Linked DNA regions of Zea mays: region 1 is linked to region 2. A link is a contact called in public Hi-C data. All regions are on one chromosome and are shown on one strand. The core of a region is the stretch at or near the end of the contact, and the rest is flanking DNA. Distances in the headings are between cores, read along the strand shown. Region 1 holds the start of LOC103629679 (Putative B-box type zinc finger family protein). Region 2 holds the start of LOC100192574.

Region 1 (2,700 bases), core at 109-2,608, 160 kb before region 2:
AAATTTAACCAGGTTTATAAAATGTGACACCGGCATTTATATCTCTAAATATAATACAGTTAATATTTAAATATTATGTACAACTAACTTTTGTTTAGGATCATTTATTTATTATATACTCCAATCTATCGTAAAATAAATATAGAGCTAACTAATTTTAAACTAACGACGATCGTGGAAACTGAGGCTTGAGACGAAGGAAATGGAGGAATTTTGCTCCCAGTTACACTTTCTTCGTCAACAAAGACAAGTAATACGTTTGATTCCTCACGTAAAAAAAAAGTGACACTGTGTTCCAAGAGCCAACAAGTCATCGTAGATCCGTGCAAACAAATTGATGTAAAAAATGGAAATAAATATTTATAGATACGTGCAATATTTACTCTATTAATATACTGAATCTAGGTTTTAATTTATCTCACGTTCAAAAAATATAAGAAAATAAATCTTTTTATATTGAATAAAGTATTTTTCTCTATTTTTTTATATTTCTTGGGCATAAGACATCTGTCTTCATTTTCTCGTTTTGTTGGCATGGAATAGATTAAGATTTAAATTCTAATACACTGGTAGAAGGGACAGTAAAGTATATCTTGTTTTTTTTATATATGGGGTTAGTAAGGTTTAAAAGTTTGATTGCACGATTGATTCTAGGGATGACAGGTTTCTTCTGCTGACAGGCAGGAAACAGTGAAAAAAAACTTTTAAAACGCAAAAAAAAAAAAACGTAAATCAGTAGAAGTTTCGAGAAGAGCATCGACACAGTAGAACAGCACTAAAAAAGTAGTGGCCCGCCCAAGACCAGAGAACCCATATATTCGTACACGCATGCGGCGAGATCGCGCCTGGCGCCCGCGGATGGCACGCGCAGGCCCTGGGACGTGGCCCTGGTTTTTCATGCGAACCGTTACCACCAGCACGTCGTCATTAGCGGGCGGAGAGGCACGAGTCGGTGCGGACTTGCCCTGCCCGGCCGGGCGATCAATCTCCTAGTGGTCCGTTGCCCAGTCCCCCGGATATTTTCCCAGGCAGAGGCAGAGCGGAGAGGCAGCAGAAACGTTCCGTTGCCGCAACGTAACGTAAGCAGAGGCGGCAGGCGATCTAGCGTCCTGTGCCAGGAAGATGAGTGCACGTGCACGCAACCGAGCAAAAGACACAAGGGCCGGATTCCATCCCATTCACGTGCCACGGACGCAGGCCAGTTCAGGGGCCGTTCGTTTCTTCCCTTGGAGGCGTGAAACAATTTCTAGTCAATTTATATAAGTAGTCCATTTCTGAACAAACGAGTGGCCCTAGCCCGATAAGGTTTTGTGGACGAGGGCGACTGTACGTACGTTACGTTGCGTGCCAAGAGGCGCCCACCGACTCCCCCGAGGTCCCAGTCCCAGCCCATCGAGCGGTCCATGGCCCGTGGGGGGTTGTGGTTATAGTTAGCTCCATTCAATCAATCCTCCGTTTCCTCCTCGGCTAACCATAGCCACTTGTGTTGTTGTACGTACCGCGTTTGTTGTTAGCAAGAAAGAAACTGCCGAAGGCGCGCCAAAGGAAATCCGCGAGCCCAGGTGGCGCGCGGCCATCACACATGTTAGGGGAGGTAGGGTAGGAGAGGACTGGACTGGACTGGACTGGAGGAGAGACGATACATGAGACATGTGGGCGCGAGCCGCGAGCGATCGTCCCCGCCTGCCTGCCGCCTCCACGTCGTCCTCGCGAGAGCGACGGGCCCCGCGTCGCGTGCCATCTCCGGACTGCACGTGGAAGGCTCCACCCAACGACGTCACCGGCGCACAGGCACAGCCACCCGGACCCGGCACCGCTCGTCCCACTCCCGGCCTCCTCCTCTCCTCCTTAAATACGCGCCGCGCCGAGCTCTAGTATAGCCAACCGTTTCCACCATCGACCATCCATCACCTCACCTCCAAGCTCCAAGGAATCTACCCTCGCTCTTCTCACAAAGCGCTGCAGCGGACAGCAGAGCAGCACGAGAGAGCCGAGCGCGAGGTGCAGGACCGCAAAACAGAGGCGAAGCGAAGGACCTAACCTACGTAGCACCGCTCAGCTCCGCTCCGCGGCGATGGGTCACCGCCGCCACGAGGGGTCGTGCCGCTGCGAGCTCTGCGGCGCGCCCGCGGCCGTGCACTGCGCGGCGGACGAGGCTTTCCTCTGCGCCGCCTGCGACGCCAAGGTGCACGGCGCCAACTTCCTCGCGTCGCGGCACCGCCGCACGCGCCTCCGCCTCGCGGCCGCGGGACCCCCGCCGCCGGACGACGAGGCCGGGTACGGGTCCGCCGCGAGCTCCTGCGTGTCCACGGCCGACTCGGCGCCGCGGCCGAGGCGTGGGGCCCGCGCGCCGGCCGGGAGCGTGCGCCCCGAGGCCGTGCTCGAGGCCTGGGCCAAGCGGATGGGGCTCGGGGCGGGGGCGCGCCGGCGCGTCCCGCCGCGCGTCGCCGTGGCCGCCGCTCTCTGGTGGGAGGCGGCGGGGCGGGGCGGGGTCGGGGGCCACGCCCAGGCGCTGCGGCGGCTGGAGGCGTGCGCGCACGTGCCGGCGAGGCTCGTGCTGGCCGTCGCCGCGTCCCTCGCGCGCGCGCGCGCGCTCTTGCGGAGGGCCGCCACGGACGCCGTGGAGGGCTGGGACGAGTGCGCGTGGGCGGGGCCCAAGTCCAGCCCGTCACGCTCTTGATCCTCTCCCTCTTCCTTTGT
Region 2 (2,700 bases), core at 110-2,609:
GGTCAGGCCTGATGCAGTGATGGGAGCTGTCTGAGGTCGTGGGTTCGCAGCAGCTGGGGAGCCCTTTCTCCAGAAGGTACTCATGTGGGGAGCCTTCGGCACTGGATTTGCCCACAAGTAGCTCACGAATTCATTACTTCATGACACCACTAAATGACATGAAAGTGACACCTTTTCCAGACCCCCTTCATCCAGTGCAATAACATAGCTCATCCATTCATTCCTCTTGAACTTGATTGGCATCCATATTTGGGATCTCCACTTCATCTGGAAAGCAGCCTGCATATATGTCGATACTCCGTGTAAGGCAGATGCTATAGAAACTGTTAGAGTATATTAGGCATGTTATAATATATTAGGCAACTACTAATATGGTTGGTTTAGGATTGATTATAATCCTGGATAACATTTCTTGTATCTAAGATAACATTCCTTGTATCTAAGATAATCTTCCTTATCTCTAGGATAGCCTTCTTGTCTTCAAGTCATGTACTCCTATATATTCTCTCTAAAGACTTGTTCCATATGGATTGAGTAGGTTTAGATCCATAGCAAGTCAAAATACAACTCAATCAGTTCAATCCACATCGAATTGAAATAACCAAACAAGGCCTAAAGGCTCGATGCAATACATCCAACATATTATACGCAATCTCTCCTTGCAGAAACAAAGCATAACGATAAAATGTCTCGAAATTGTTCTGATTTCTAGAAGTTCTTATGCACGCGTTTCAGTTCAGAATTGAGCACATCCGAATAGCGAAATGGAGATCCCAAATAGTCAGATACCTTCGATGAAATAGGTCGAGCACGGGTAACCGCGGGAGGAGGCGGCGACGGCGCGGGCCTCGTCGGCAGAGAGTCCCCGCCTCGGCGCTGCCGAGGAGCCCATGAACCCGCCAGCGTGGCCGATAAGCGCGAGAACCCCCAGGGCCGCGCCGGCGGGCCGGGGCGGAGCGAAGTAGGATGTCCCGGGCCGGAAGGGCGCCCAGTCGGGCTCGGCCATCCGCGCCATGGCGCTGTCGATCGCCTCCTCCAACCGCCGGGACTGCTCGGAGGCGTCCGTCGCAGGTGAAGAAGGCCCCGCGGCGTCCTCTTCAAGAACCTTCACCGCGCGCCGGCGAGTGTGGTTGTGCCGGCGGCTCAGAACCACGCCGGGCTGGGGCTGGGGCTGGGCCCCGAGGCGGCGCGCCAGGACCGCTGACCGGGAGCAGAGCACGCGTGCCATGGATGCCTTCACGTAACGCGTACGGAGTCAGAGTTGGCGCCCGGGAGACGGAGCAGCAGCAGCCTGTGAGCGCTTGCGTCCGACGGCGAGCTGGTGTGCGCGTCGCGAAGGTTGGGGGATCGTTGGGATTTGGGAAGAGGAGTGGGGAGCGTCGGTAGATATAGCATTTACTCAAGGGCTTTTCCGTAAAAAAGTCAGTAGCCAGCTAGCCGACTAGTCGGTCCAGAATCGGCTGCGTGTCCCACACTCACACGTCCGTTTTGGACGGAAACCGGCAAACCGCAGGCTGTGTCCGCCGGTTTATCTCAGGGGTATTTCCGTAATAATGAAATATGTACGAGGGGTTATTCAGAACATTAGCTACCGCCCACCTCTAGCTTAGGGGTCTGTTTGGTTGGGCTGTGGCTGTGAAAAAAGTTGCTGTGGGCTGTGAGCTGTGGAAAAAGCTGTTGTAGGCTGTAAGCTGTTAAAAAGCTAAAATCCGTTTGGTGGAAACCACTAAAAGTCGTTAAAAATTCTTCGATATATGTTTTCATAGTTCCATCCGAAAATCCACTTAAAGTAGGTCCAAGGGTGCTTTCAGATTTGCACTACAAGAAAGTCGGCTTTTAGAAAAAGCTGCTTCCTGGATCCAGTCCTTTAGTTGGCTTTTGGCTTTTAGTGGGGCAAAAGCCAAAGCCAAAAGTCAAACCAAACACAACCTAGATGTTACTAGAATAAGTGGCGCGACGAGACAATAGAATTCTTGAGTAAATTGCTATATACCTTTTATATAAATTGTTCTCGAGTTTTGGCAGATTGGAGCAATAGTAATAAAATACTTTAGATGTGCATGAGACTATCGCGATAATTAATGAGCATACAATATATGTTGTTCTAATCAGTCACACCAATCGATGTAGATGCATATGTACAAACAGAGCGCACAAAATTAAATTCCAGTTGATTCAAAAACATATCAATTTTGTTCTTGAAACTTCAGCATAGCAATCTTAAATTTTAACTTTTACAGACGCAGGTAGAAAGATCGGGTGAAGATATTTTTCAATTTCATAAGTTTATTTTTTAGGAATAATTATTTATCACAAATAGCAAATGATCTAAATTTTTCTCGAACACGCAGGAGAGTTGTGTATCATTTCATTAGCAGAAGGAAGAAAAATATCTTCTTTCGCTTCATCTTTGCTTCCAGTGTCTCTTTCCTTGATATGGTAGCAAAACTTTCTTATAAGCTCATATCCAGCAAACATATGCGGGACTTATTTTGCTTCCAGCAAACATATCTTCAAAGGGGGAGGGAGGGGGGGTCTTTGGTCTAAATAGAGAGCTTCGGCTTCATCCAGAAGAGGCGTCTCCGTTCGCAACCCATGTCGTGTGGGCAGTGAGGACCCGCCCCATCCATCCTTGCAGAAGCCATTGGCCATCCTGGCAAACCAAGAAATCTTTGTGGTAATGCTTCATGACCTCGTCTT

What was found. A called contact is a pair of places that touch in the nucleus more often than the background predicts.
Region 1: a Hi-C map of endosperm shows a contact between it and region 2, with 3 times the contacts expected there. The contact joins the promoter of LOC103629679 here to the promoter of LOC100192574 in region 2. A contact is called at or near these places in 5 of 25 Hi-C or Micro-C datasets (bundle sheath, endosperm, leaf and 1 more).

What each region holds. Positions count from the first base shown.
Region 1 is chr6:104,430,211-104,432,910 of Zm-B73-REFERENCE-NAM-5.0, reverse strand. It overlaps LOC103629679 (Putative B-box type zinc finger family protein), which reads left to right and starts at 1,358. Exons shown (of 1, transcript XM_008650796.4): 1 at 1,358-2,700. The coding sequence starts at 2,075. The coding sequence ends at 2,680.
Region 2 is chr6:104,274,428-104,277,127 of Zm-B73-REFERENCE-NAM-5.0, reverse strand. It overlaps LOC100192574, which reads right to left and starts at 1,359. Exons shown (of 2, transcript NM_001165645.2): 1 at 790-1,359; 2 at 1-279. The coding sequence starts at 1,228. The coding sequence ends at 218.